Linked DNA regions of Mus musculus: region 1 is linked to region 2. The links are chromatin contacts, called in public promoter capture Hi-C maps. All regions are on one chromosome and are shown on one strand. The core of a region is the stretch at or near the end of the contact, and the rest is flanking DNA. Distances in the headings are between cores, read along the strand shown.

What was found. Promoter capture Hi-C pulls out the DNA fragments that hold promoters and counts their contacts.
Region 1: a promoter capture Hi-C map of cranial neural crest shows a contact between it and region 2. A contact is called at or near these places in 2 of 39 promoter capture datasets (cranial neural crest and hippocampal neurons).

The regions. Positions count from the first base shown.
Region 1 is chr19:11,909,247-11,914,873 of GRCm38.p6, forward strand. It overlaps Patl1 (protein associated with topoisomerase II homolog 1 (yeast)), which reads left to right and starts at 3,153. Exons shown (of 19, transcript NM_172635.3): 1 at 3,153-3,331; 2 at 5,102-5,213. The coding sequence starts at 3,317. It overlaps Gm31092 (a long non-coding RNA gene), which reads right to left and starts at 3,161. Exons shown (of 2, transcript XR_386559.3): 1 at 2,850-3,161.
Region 2 is chr19:8,720,125-8,726,048 of GRCm38.p6, forward strand. It overlaps Snhg1 (small nucleolar RNA host gene 1), which reads left to right and starts at 3,363. Exons shown (of 10, transcript NR_002896.3): 1 at 3,363-3,382; 2 at 4,017-4,065; 3 at 4,279-4,359; 4 at 4,548-4,597; 5 at 4,890-4,922; 6 at 5,098-5,132; 7 at 5,361-5,399; 8 at 5,658-5,702. LOC115489078 (a small nucleolar RNA gene) reads left to right here and starts at 3,869; the gene lies at 3,869-3,940. LOC115489084 (a small nucleolar RNA gene) reads left to right here and starts at 4,127; the gene lies at 4,127-4,201. LOC115489083 (a small nucleolar RNA gene) reads left to right here and starts at 4,408; the gene lies at 4,408-4,477. It also overlaps Snord22, LOC115489082, LOC115489081, LOC115489086, LOC115489087 and a transcript of Slc3a2 not described here.

The DNA of each region.
Region 1 (5,627 bases), core at 1,903-4,402, 3.2 Mb after region 2:
TTTAAGACAGATCCTCATGTTGACGTGAACCCTAAGCACTAAATTTTCATTGCTATTCATAACTGTAATTTTGCTGTTGTTGTGGATCATAACATAAATCTCTGAGATGTGAAGGGATCCCCAAAGGGATCATCACCCCAGGTTGAGAACCACTGCTCCTGAGACTCCTAATACACAAAATTTCCTACTTTCTCGTAGGAAATTAGACTTTCTTGTAGAGAATTTCCTACTTTGTACTTTAGCTGTACCCTAAAACTGGTAGGTTTTGTTTTTAGGTTTTTGGGTTTTATTTTTAGATTTTGGGGGTTGGGAAGGCAGTTCATGTGGCCCAGCAATTAAAGATGACCTTAAATTCCTGGTTCTGCCCTCACCTCCCAAAGTACTGAGGTTATAGGCAAGAGCCACCACATGCTCAACTCGGATGCATCAGTATGTTTATCATGAAGTTTTAAATACGTTCTACTTTCCATTGTTTTCTTGATTACTTCACAGATTGGGTTTCTGAACATAATTTTTTTCTATTTGTTTACTATTTATTTCTAAATGACCAGAAAACAAGATTTGGCATCACCAAATTCACTCTTTAAATGTGTAGACTAAATTGGACATGGTGGCACACACCTTTAATCCCAGTCCTTGGGAGGCAAAGACAGGCAGATCTCTGTGAGTCTAAAGTCTACATGGTGAGTTTCAGGATAGAAAGGGCTATGGTATATAGAGAGAGACTGTATCAAGAAACTAAAAATAAAAAAATAAGTAAGATCTGACTAAATATTTTCATGCTTCAAGGGCAAAAATGTCTCCTTTATAACCTCGCAGACCTTTTATAGCACGTGATGGCGACTCGTGTCATCCTGAGTGGATAAAGCAACTACTAAGATGAGTAGTCCACATACTTGAGGGTGTGTCTGAAGATTTTGTCAGAGAAAATTAGATCATGAGCACTGTAATCTAATGAAGAGAGTGTCGTGATTATAATGAGTGATTCAAACTATGAGGGTTTGGAATTGTGATGCCATTCCTGGGAAGTCCTGGAAGGTCAGAGGAAGTGGCAGCTGGTGTGTGCCCCTTGGAAGCTTAATCTTTTTTTTTTTAATTAGATATTTACTTTATTTACATTTCAAATGGTGTCCCCTTTCCTGATTTCCCTCGGAAAACTCCCTAGTCCCTCCCCACCTCCCCCTGGTCACCAACCCACCCTGCTTCCTGGCCCTGGAATTCCCCTATACTGGGGCTTAGAGCCTTCACAGGACCAAGGGCCTCTCCTCTCATTGATGAGCGGCTAGGCCATCCTCTGCTACATATGCAGCTAGAGCCACGAATCCCACCATGTGTGCTCTGTGGTTGGTGATTTAGTCCCTGGGAGCTCTGGGGATACTGGTTAGTTCATACTGTTGTTCATATTGTTGTTCCTCCTATGGAGCTGCAAACCCTTTCATCTCCTTAGGCTCTTTCTCTAGCACCTTCACTGGGGACCCTGTGGGAAACTGAATCTTAAACCTCTTCTATAGCTCAGGTTTTTTCTTCTTCTACAAGAAACAAATGGCCCTTGCCACACACTCCCACTCCAAAACTTGCTAGCACCAAGCACAAATTGCACCCTCAGAAACCTGAATCCAAATTAACATTTCCCCATTTAAACTGTCTACTCAGATATTTTGGTCACAGCACAAAACTAATAGTAGCAAGCCAACAAAAGACGTTTTGTAAATGAGGGGTGGCAGGCTTAAAAAAAGAAGTTATGTCCAGAGTTTGCTAGCTCTTGGTCTACATAGCCTCTCAGTACTTGGGTAATTGTGAAAACCTGTTACCTCACAAATGAAAGTTTGTTTCATAACTCTTGAAAATTACTTATTAGCTTACCTTGCCTTCTCTTCAAGAGTCAATTCTATTTGCTCTTAAGTGATCAGATTTGGGGATTCAGATATCTTAGCTGCCAACTTTGCAACAGTTTCCGGTGGGCAGCTTAAGGCTATCTACTTCTCTCTAACCTCCAGGTTCCTTATCTAGAGAGCAGAGAATGTAACTATTCGATTACTACTTAGTGAGGTAGATATAATTTTACCCATTTTACGAAAGAAAACCTGAAGGGTCAGATGTTTAGAAAGACATGCCCAGTTTCACGCAGCAGTGAAAAAACACGTTTCCCAATCCAGAACTTCTATTTTCAAATCCAATGCTTATAGTAAACTAGTTGATTAATCCAGTCACGCTAACAGTAACGTGTTAAGGAATTAAAGTTCACCATTCATTCCCAGGTGAGACAACCGCCTGAGTGACACTCGTGAGGCAGAGGCAGGCGGATCTCTGCGAGGACAGCCTAGTCTACAGAGTGAATAACAAGACAGCCAAGGCTACACAGAGAAACCCTGGCTCAAAAATAAAATAAAAAATAAGACACCCTCTCAAACGGTCTCGCTACAGGCAATAAAGCACCAAAGCAGCAGACTTCTAGAACCAGGGTGCTGAGGCGGAAGCTGAACAAACTCCGCTGGGCTTCATCCTCAGCGGAAATGGCTGTCCACAGCGCCCAAGCTCACCGACCTTGCTGCGGTGACCCCAGCCCCAAGGCTGCGCGGCCCGTTAGGGCTCTCCCGCTTTCCAACGGGGTGAAGGGCCTGGCATCTAAAAATATCACCTTAGATAATCCTTGTTAAATGTGCCTTCGTCTTTTTCCTAAAACCAAACGCTGTCAACACTTTGGCCTCTATCAATCACAGCCTTGGCCTCCCGACTGATTCAGCCAGCGACCTGTCCCTTTCCAAGAATACTGACTTGCCATACTAGTCCCCCCTCACAGACCAAGTCAAGGCACCCCGAGGAGGACACTGGACGTTAAATGAAATCACCCAAGAATAAATCCCCGATGTTCTCTGCTGAGACGCTTCGGGGGTCGCATCCTGTGACATTCACAAGGCTTTTCTCCGCCCAATCAGTGACGGGAACCTCGTGACTCAAAAGCACTGCGCAACTGTGCAGTTAGGAAAACGGAGGAGGAGCCGCAAGCCGGGGCTCTCTGGGTCATCCCTCTCCGACGGCCCGCGCGTGCGCAGTGTCTCGCCTAGGGATCTCTTTCCCGCCGCTCACACTAGGAAGCCAAACGCCAAATCTGTCCCCGCGCAGCTGCCGCCGCCGGGGCGCCCGCCCAGCCCGAGGCGCGCCTGCGCACGTCCCCACGCACGCTCCGGCGTACGGCGGCGGCCAGGGGTCGCGAGCCGGTGGGAGACCCGCGCGCGCGGAGCAGCCCGGGGAGTCGGCGCTTCTTTTCCCTCCCTCCCCCCACTCCCCTCCCCGCTCCCTTCCCCCCTCCCCAAGAATGTTCCGCTACGAGGTGAGTGGCTGCGACCGGAAGTGACCCCTCCCTCGCCCGCGCGCCCCTTTTTTTTTCCTCTGCTCGCCCGTCGCGCGGGTCTTGTGCGGCTGAGGAGGGGGCAGGGCGCGGGCGGCTGGGAACCCCGCTTCGGCCGCGAGGCTCGGGTGCGGCCCGCAGCGCACCGCGGAGGGGCGGGACTGGCGAGAGCCGGCCGCTGGTTTGCGGCGGGGAGAGCCCGTTAAGTGCGGTAACCTGACCCTTGGCTTGCGCCTCTGCTCGCGGAGCTGCCTTGGAGACCTGCATGGCTCCTACCCGGTGGTTTTTCCTGAGGCAGAATCCCCGGGGAATGCCCACGGAAGCGTTTCCCGCCCTGCCCCCGGAACCCCTTCACCCGGATTACACACAGCCCTGTGCACGCGGGCTGCCGTCAGGTGGAGGGGCAGGGACTGGTCCTCGGGCTGAGACTTCAGTCGGCTTGGAAAGAAGGCTGGGAGTGGGGAGGGGGGCGTGTCCCGCAGAAGTTCCTTCTAGGAGAAGGGAGAAAAAGTGTGGGTTTGGCGACGTTGTTTGGAGAACGGAGCTGTTTGCTGACCGTCTCTTACTGCTGTGTGACCTTGAGCAACTCCTACTCTTGGGGCCAAACAGACTCCGGATTTGTAGTTTAAGGACTGAGCTAGGGAAATCCTTACCGAGTCATCCTGATTTGGTCCAGTAGATGATTGCCATTTCATAGAGAGTTGCTAGAAGTTGCTTCTGGTGTGGAGGCAGTTGCAGGGCTGGCTCTTTAGGGGGAGGAAGATTGGGTAGAAACGGCCCCTAAAAGTTCCCAGGTAAGTTATATCACAAGCTGTTCCCCTAGAGTGTGGAATTCCAATTTGGAATCTTTAAACATTGGAAACAGTAGAAAGCTTGAGCTTACACTTGTGACTCAACTCACTTTTTGTAAACATGAGGAGAGATGATGAGATACTGTGAATAGAAGTTGCCAGAAGCAAAGAAAACTTAGTAAACTGAATAAATCTGTATTGGGATAAGTGATTGAAATTAGGATATACCAAGCTTGTCTAGTGATTTTTACTCCCTGGAGACTGCGGCAAGAGAATCAGGAGTTCTAAGCCAGACTGTACCTAGAGAAATAGTAACTAAAACAAAATAAATTAGAGCATACCCAAGATGTGATGGGGATTCTAGTTTTTGTTCAGCTTTCTAAAATCTTTGCTGTGTTTAATCCTCACACAGATTTCTTTCAAAGTTGTGTTTGGCTCAGAATTACAGTTTAAGGCACAGAGGTATAATACCTAGTACAGAGTCTGAGACATAGAGGTGTCTGGGAGCTGGAGAGATGGCTGCTCTTCCACAAACCCCTGGTTCAGTTCCCAGCACCCACATGGCAGCTCACAGCTTGTAACTACAGTTCCAGGGGACCTAGCATTATCACATAGACAACTTTGTAAGTGTAGAAAGAAGTTGTGATTGTTTTTTAACGCTTAACTTAAATTGCAGCTAAAAAAGATGGTGTTCTGTTTTCTGGCTAGAGTTTAGTCCTACAGGAAAGAGGAAGAAAAATGGACAGACTTAAAAGCATTGGGAAAACGACAGGGATGTAATGAGTAATATGGAATTTTGTTGAAAAAGTTACATGAAACTCAGGATGATAAAGTATTCATTTATAATTACCACTATTTCAAACAGTGATATAAAGGAATTTTGTATCATTAAAAAGGCCCAACTTTAAATGACTATATAAATGTCTTGAGAAATTAATCATCCTTTTTTTTTCTTTTGTAGTCTTTGGAGGATTGTCCTCTAGATGAAGATGAAGATGCATTTCAAGGCCTGGGAGAAGAAGATGAAGAAATTGATCAATTTAATGATGATACCTTTGGGTCAGGTGCAGTTGGTAAGTGACATATTTTATACTGTCTTTGTTGATCTCATCACGACTTTGGTATTAGGTCCACCTGTAATGTGAGTTTTCTGTGTATGCATGTGTGCGGGGGTGGGTAAGCGTGTTCCATGGCTGTCTTGTGAAGGCCAAAGGAAGGCCTCAAGAGTTGGAGCTCACATTCTCCCTTGTTGAGCCAGGATCCCTCCTGTTTCTTCCACAGAGCTACATATGTAAGGCTAGGTGACCCAGAGATCTGGGTCATTCCTGTGCTCCATCTTCTGTCCCAAAGTAGAATATTCGGATTACAGATGTTGACCAATTCATCCAGCTGTGTTCTGGGGGTTAGACTGAGGTTGTCAGATTTGTACATAAATTGATTTTATTTGTCAGATTTGTACATAAATTGATTTTTATTTACTCAGGTGA
Region 2 (5,924 bases), core at 2,113-4,612:
TCAGGATATTTTATCACAGCAACAGGAAGAAAACTGGGACAGAAACAAATTGGCAAGGGAGCAACGTTTCTTTACAGAAGTATTAGTCAAACTGGATTGTAGCCTTACAATAACAAAGGGGGCACTGAAACACCGTAAGGGGAGAAGTGAACAGTTGGGGTTTTGTTGTTGTTTTGTTTTTAAATTTATGTGTAAGGGTGTTTTGTTTACATGGATGTCTGTGCACCATGTGCCTGTCTGGTGCCCTTGGAGACCAGAAGAAGGTGTCAGATTCCCTGGAACTGAAGTTACAGATAGTTGTTAGCTGCCATGTGGGTGCTGTGAATTGAACATTCAAGCTACAATTTAGAAGAATGGACTAGAAGGGAACAAACTGGCGAGTGACAGTTCAACAAAAGCCGTAGGGGTAAGATTGGGACTGTGTCTCAGCTAGTGGCGGGCTGGCTAGAACAGAGAAAGTCCTGGGTTTGAACCTCGCTGCCTCGTAAAACCTGGTATCGTGGCACACACCTGCAGTCTCAGTCCTCAAAGTAGAGGCACGAGGATCCGAAGTTCAAAGCCAGCTCATCCTCGGCTAGATATCGAGTTCCAGGCCAACCCAGGCTACCTAAGAACATGACTCAAAAACAAAACCATGGGCTGTGTGAAGTCTCATCGGGTAAAAATACTTGCTCCACAACCCTGAGGGCCTGAGTTCAACCCCTGGGACCCAAACTGTAAGGACAGAACTGACTCCTCTAAGTTGACCTGTGACTTCCAGATATGCTAAAGCATGCACACTCCCCCATCCACAACATACAGCCACACACACACACACACACACACACACACGAATAAATAAGAAAAAAAGCAATGAGTTAAGGTGTAATTTTTAAAAGTTGAAACACAGCTCAATATAAACACAAGATGAAACACATGATTTTATTCAACTTATTAATTAAAGAACAAATAACTCAAAAGAGAATTCTAGGAAATGAAAATAGTATTTCAGTCAAGAATGCTTATATGAGCCAAGTGTGGTGGCATGCCTTTAATCCCAGCACTAGGGAGGCAGACAGAGTTGCCTTATTTATTGGTTCCCTTCTCCCAGATCCTGTTGGATATATAGACAGACATACATACATACATACATACATACATACATTCTCACACACACACACACACACACACACACACACACACACACACACACGTGTGTATGTGCATATCACTCTTCTCATCTGGAAAATGGAATGATTCTGTTTTGGTTTGCTTTTGTTTTCTTTTCCTTTTAATTTTTATTTATGTGTATGTTTGTGTATTCACAAATATATGCCACATGTGTACAGGTGCCCAAAAAGGCCAGAAGAGTTAGATTGCCTGGAGCTGGGGTTCAGGTGGCTATAAGCCACATAACATGGGTACTAAGAACTAAACTTAGGTCCTCTACAAGAACACCATTTGATCTGAACTGCTGAATCATCACTTCAACCCCAGTTGTAAACACTACAGAATCCACGCTAAAAAAAAAGCTGGGCTGTGATGTTGCACACCTTTAATCCCAGCACTCAAGAGGTAGAGGCAGGTGGATCTCTGTGAGTTTGAGGCCAGACTAGTCTATAAAGTAAGTTCTAGGACAGCTAGGACTACACAGGAAAATCCTGTCTCAAAAAACAAAGACAAAGCTGGGCGTGGTGGCGTATGCCTTTAATCCCAGAACTCGGGAGACAGAGGCAGGCGGATTTCTGAGTTCGAGGCCAGCCTGATCTACAAAGTGAGTTCCAGGACAGCCAGGGCTATACAGAGAAACCCTGTCTCGAAAAGCCAAAAAAAAAAAGACAAAAATTAAAATACTTTTTTTTTCTTTTTTGAGACAGGGTTTCAACTATGTAGCCCTGGCTGACAAGAACTCATTATGTGGTACATGCTGAGCCGCTGAGCTCCTCAAACTCCTCCTGAGCCTGCATCCCTAGGGCGGGACTAAAGGCATGAATCAACATGCCCAGCATTATTTTTTCTTAATTAAACTTTAGATGTGTATGTACCACGTGTGTGTCAGGTGCCCATGGAGGCCAGAAGTGGGTACTGGATCCCTTGGAACTGGAACTGCAGATGGCTACTAGCTGGGAATTGAACCAGGGTCTTCTGCAAGTGCTGATTTTGAAATCAGGCTGCCTGGATTTATACCTTGGATCTGATACTGTTTATCTGGGTAACAGTCAGCAAATGACTTAACCTCTCTGGGACCCGAGCTTCTCACCCATAACTGTACCTTACCACCTTCCAACTTGGATTATTAAGTGAGGTCATGCAGAAGAGCAATTAGTATGAGAGTAATGATAATTGTTCGAAAGGCAAGCTTCTGCATATAGATGTTTGCTATATGCATATGACTATAATGCTACTGCACACTCTCAATAACCAGTCTATAGCTGCGACTTAGAAAACTGGTAAATTCTAATGATTGTTCCCCCCAGAGCTCTTTATATCTAAGACCACCCATGCATAAAATGAGGGTTATCCCTAACTTTTAGGAGTGTGGAATATTAACTCATATTGGGTGCTTTAAACGGTAAGCCCAGTTGTGTGGAGAATTGTCAGCCTCAGTAGTATAGCACTTATCTACACATGCACATAGCAGCAGCTTTAATCTATAGCACTGCTAAAAACAAAACATGCAACATGCTCCATAAATGACATCTAAATGCTGGCCCTACTTCATTCAATCCGGGCCAAGAACATGGCGAAAATAGACCAGGAAGCAAAACACAAAAATCGGTCTCCAGAATGACGTAGGGCTTCTAGTCCCGACTGGGTTTCCCTAAAAGGCTTCATGCAAGGAAGCGAAAATCCAACCGAGCTCAGCCCAGGGCCCAGTACCTGAGTCGCCCGCTGCGCTGACAACCTGGACATCAAGCCCCGTCTGCGCGCTGGGCGGCTGGCGGGGAACCGAGACACCGTCGGTGGAGTGTTCAGTAGGTTCAGGATCCATAGAGATGGATCAACACGCGGCTTAGCGTGAGTGAGGGTGAGAAATCGCCTCAACGTATGGATATTGGTAGTTGTGACCCAGACAGTCGAGCTGTATGGGTCGCGAACCAAAATCTCCAGCGATGACGTTTTACCCGCAGTGAGTAAGAACCGCCTAGCCGCAGCGCCAAAGGCGTAGCGTCGCACTCCCCTAAAGCGCCTGCGCCTCTTTTTCGCGCTGCAAAATCAGAGGCGGAGCTCTCCGCACGCCCCTTTGGGCGGATTCCTCTACCCACAATTCCTCCGGCTCGCACACCGCTTACCTTAGCGCCTGCGTGAGTCCTAGTCCCACCTCCAAATCCCGTGGGCCTTTGCGAGATGCTATTTATAGGCCACACGTTGTTCTTGTCGGCCTCATTTTTCCTTGTTCGGGGTAAGTACTCTACGTCTTTATGTGCTGTAGTTTTCACTTTGTTTTTTTCTTGTCTTTCTCTTTTTTTTTTTTTTTTTGGTTTTTCGAGACAGGGTTTCTCTGTATAGTCCTGGCTGTCCTGCTGAAACTCACTTTATAGACCAGGGTGGCCTCGAACTAAAATCCGCCTGCCTCTGCCACCCGAGTGCTGCGATTAAAGTCGTGCGCCACCACGCCTGGCTCTTGTCTTTCTCTTAATCAGCTTTCCTATAACTGCGGCTGGCTTTTATCACAAACACCTATCTGTCACTGTTGTGAACCGCCGCCTGTATTTTCTTACGTAATGTTTATTTCTGGTGATTTAAAAGACCCTCGTGGGCAGCGTTAATAAATGTGGACTTTGGTAATCTGTTCCGTAGTCTTAGCGGGGAGACCATGTTAGGGCATTCAAGACCTAAAGATGACAGGATTTTGTGAAGGACAAAATGGTGGCGGCAGTGCAAGGCCACCCCCTATGATGAGGACCTTTTCACAGACCTGTACTGATATATCTGTGAGGATAAGTAACTCTGAGGAGGCTGGCCCTACATCACAGCCTTCTCATCCTTTAGAGATTTCTTGGTGTAGAAGTAACCCGATGCTAACTTCTCTACAGGTTTGAGGTGCCACCTTACAAAAGGATGGGTGTACGCTCTCTTTTCAGAGTAAGTAGTGTTAATGGTTTTACCAGATTTTTTTGGTTGTTGAGTATAAGTTGTGTGTGTGCTACGGGGATGATATGAAAACTGAACTCTCTCTTTCTGATGGTTTAGTGGAGAAAACAAAAATTCTCTGAGTAGCACAATCTGTGGCAGGTATTTGGATTGTTTGGCATAAAGTCTTTTATTGAAGTTTGGGGTTTTTTTTTTCTGTTCTAGATGTGGTTCATCTCAAAGCCCTTTACACTTTGGAGCCAGGCCTGTTCAATTTTACAAATAACACGTTTTGCTTGTAGTCAGGTAGGTATTGATGGTTGGTGCTTCCTTAGGGAACATATTTAGATGGCCACTTAATGATGAACAATGTAAATGACAAGCATATGGCTGAGTTGCAATGATGTCATCTTACTACTGAAATGGGCTGAAGAAAGAAGGTGCTGAGGTGGCTGTGATTACATTTAAAAATGACATTGTTTCTCTGTTTCCAGGGTGCTGTGACAACATGAAGAGTTCGAGCTACCTCCCAGGATGAGTGCAGGTAATTGTCCAAGTAGAGCTTAGGGTTTCCCTAGGGAAAATAGTCAAGACAGACATTGAAGCAGCACAACACTTTTTTGCTGCTTACTATTTGTATTTCTAGAGGACACATTATGTTAAGGCCTTTGTTCTCTTAAAAACTCAACTGTCAGATGATTTGAAATGATGACACTGAACACTCCGTGAAGGTGTGAATTTATAGCATGTTAGAGTTCTGATGGCAGTTAGTGCTGACAGACAGATTGTAATTCTGTCCTGATGGTTGAAAATAACTACTTGTTACTCTTCCACAGGTTTTCCTGGTGACAAATCTCAGGCATTCAAAGGTTAGTTAGATTATTTTGGATGGGGTTTGTTCACTAGGTTTGCTGTTTCTATGATGAATCAAACTAGCTCACTATGACTGCTAATGAAAACACAGGAACACCTGAGAAACCAAAGGGTAGTGTGGGGGCAAGGGCCTTATATCCAGCCTTTTCAAGGTTTGTTATTTTTCTCCAGGTTCTGTTAGCAGTGCCATACTTGTGGGTTTACAGGTGAGTGATTCCAGTGTGTGGTGTGGTGTATGTGCATAGCATTGGACTGGGGTGGGGGGACCTAACTGAGAACGTACTTTGTGTATATATGATGACTTTCATAGAATCTCGTTCGGCTGATGATTGCTGTTGAGACTTGGAAATCTGATTTTTCTCAGAATGATGGGTTAGATAGGAACAAGCTGTTGCAGGATTTTTAACATTGCTGATGACTGTCTTGTTTTTCAGAGATGGTGTGTCTGGCTGAGAACAAAGGAGCCGTACCAGGTATATGTCTTAGTAATGCTTTTTGTAGTATAAGGTTGAATATATAATACTTAGACCTAGTGAATTCCTGCTCACCCTGATGAACTGAATACCGCCCCAGTCTGATAGCTGTGGAGAAAGGTATTTTCTGAGTTGTGAGCTCATTTTGGATCAAGTAGGAAATTTTTTATGCTAATACTAGCATAGTATTAATACTAGCATAAGCTTTTGTAAAAGAAGCTTAAGCATTAATGGCCCAAATTGTTTGCTATTTTGTAGGAAAGTTGAAGCATATCTTCATTTTCAAGTCCAGGCTAAAATAAGGTGAGAAAACTTAGATGAAAAGTATGCTGAACTATAATTTCCCCATGAAGAAATGTTCACACGTCCTACTTCCTGTCCTAGCTCCAGAGCCTGAAAAGGTGAACCCACTGGGGCTGGCTGGGGGAAAAGAGGAAACTTTGTTCCAGAAGGAACTGTCTGAGGGATCATTTTTGTGCGTAGAAAGGGAAGAATTCTCACTTGATTAAAGAGGAATCAAAAGGT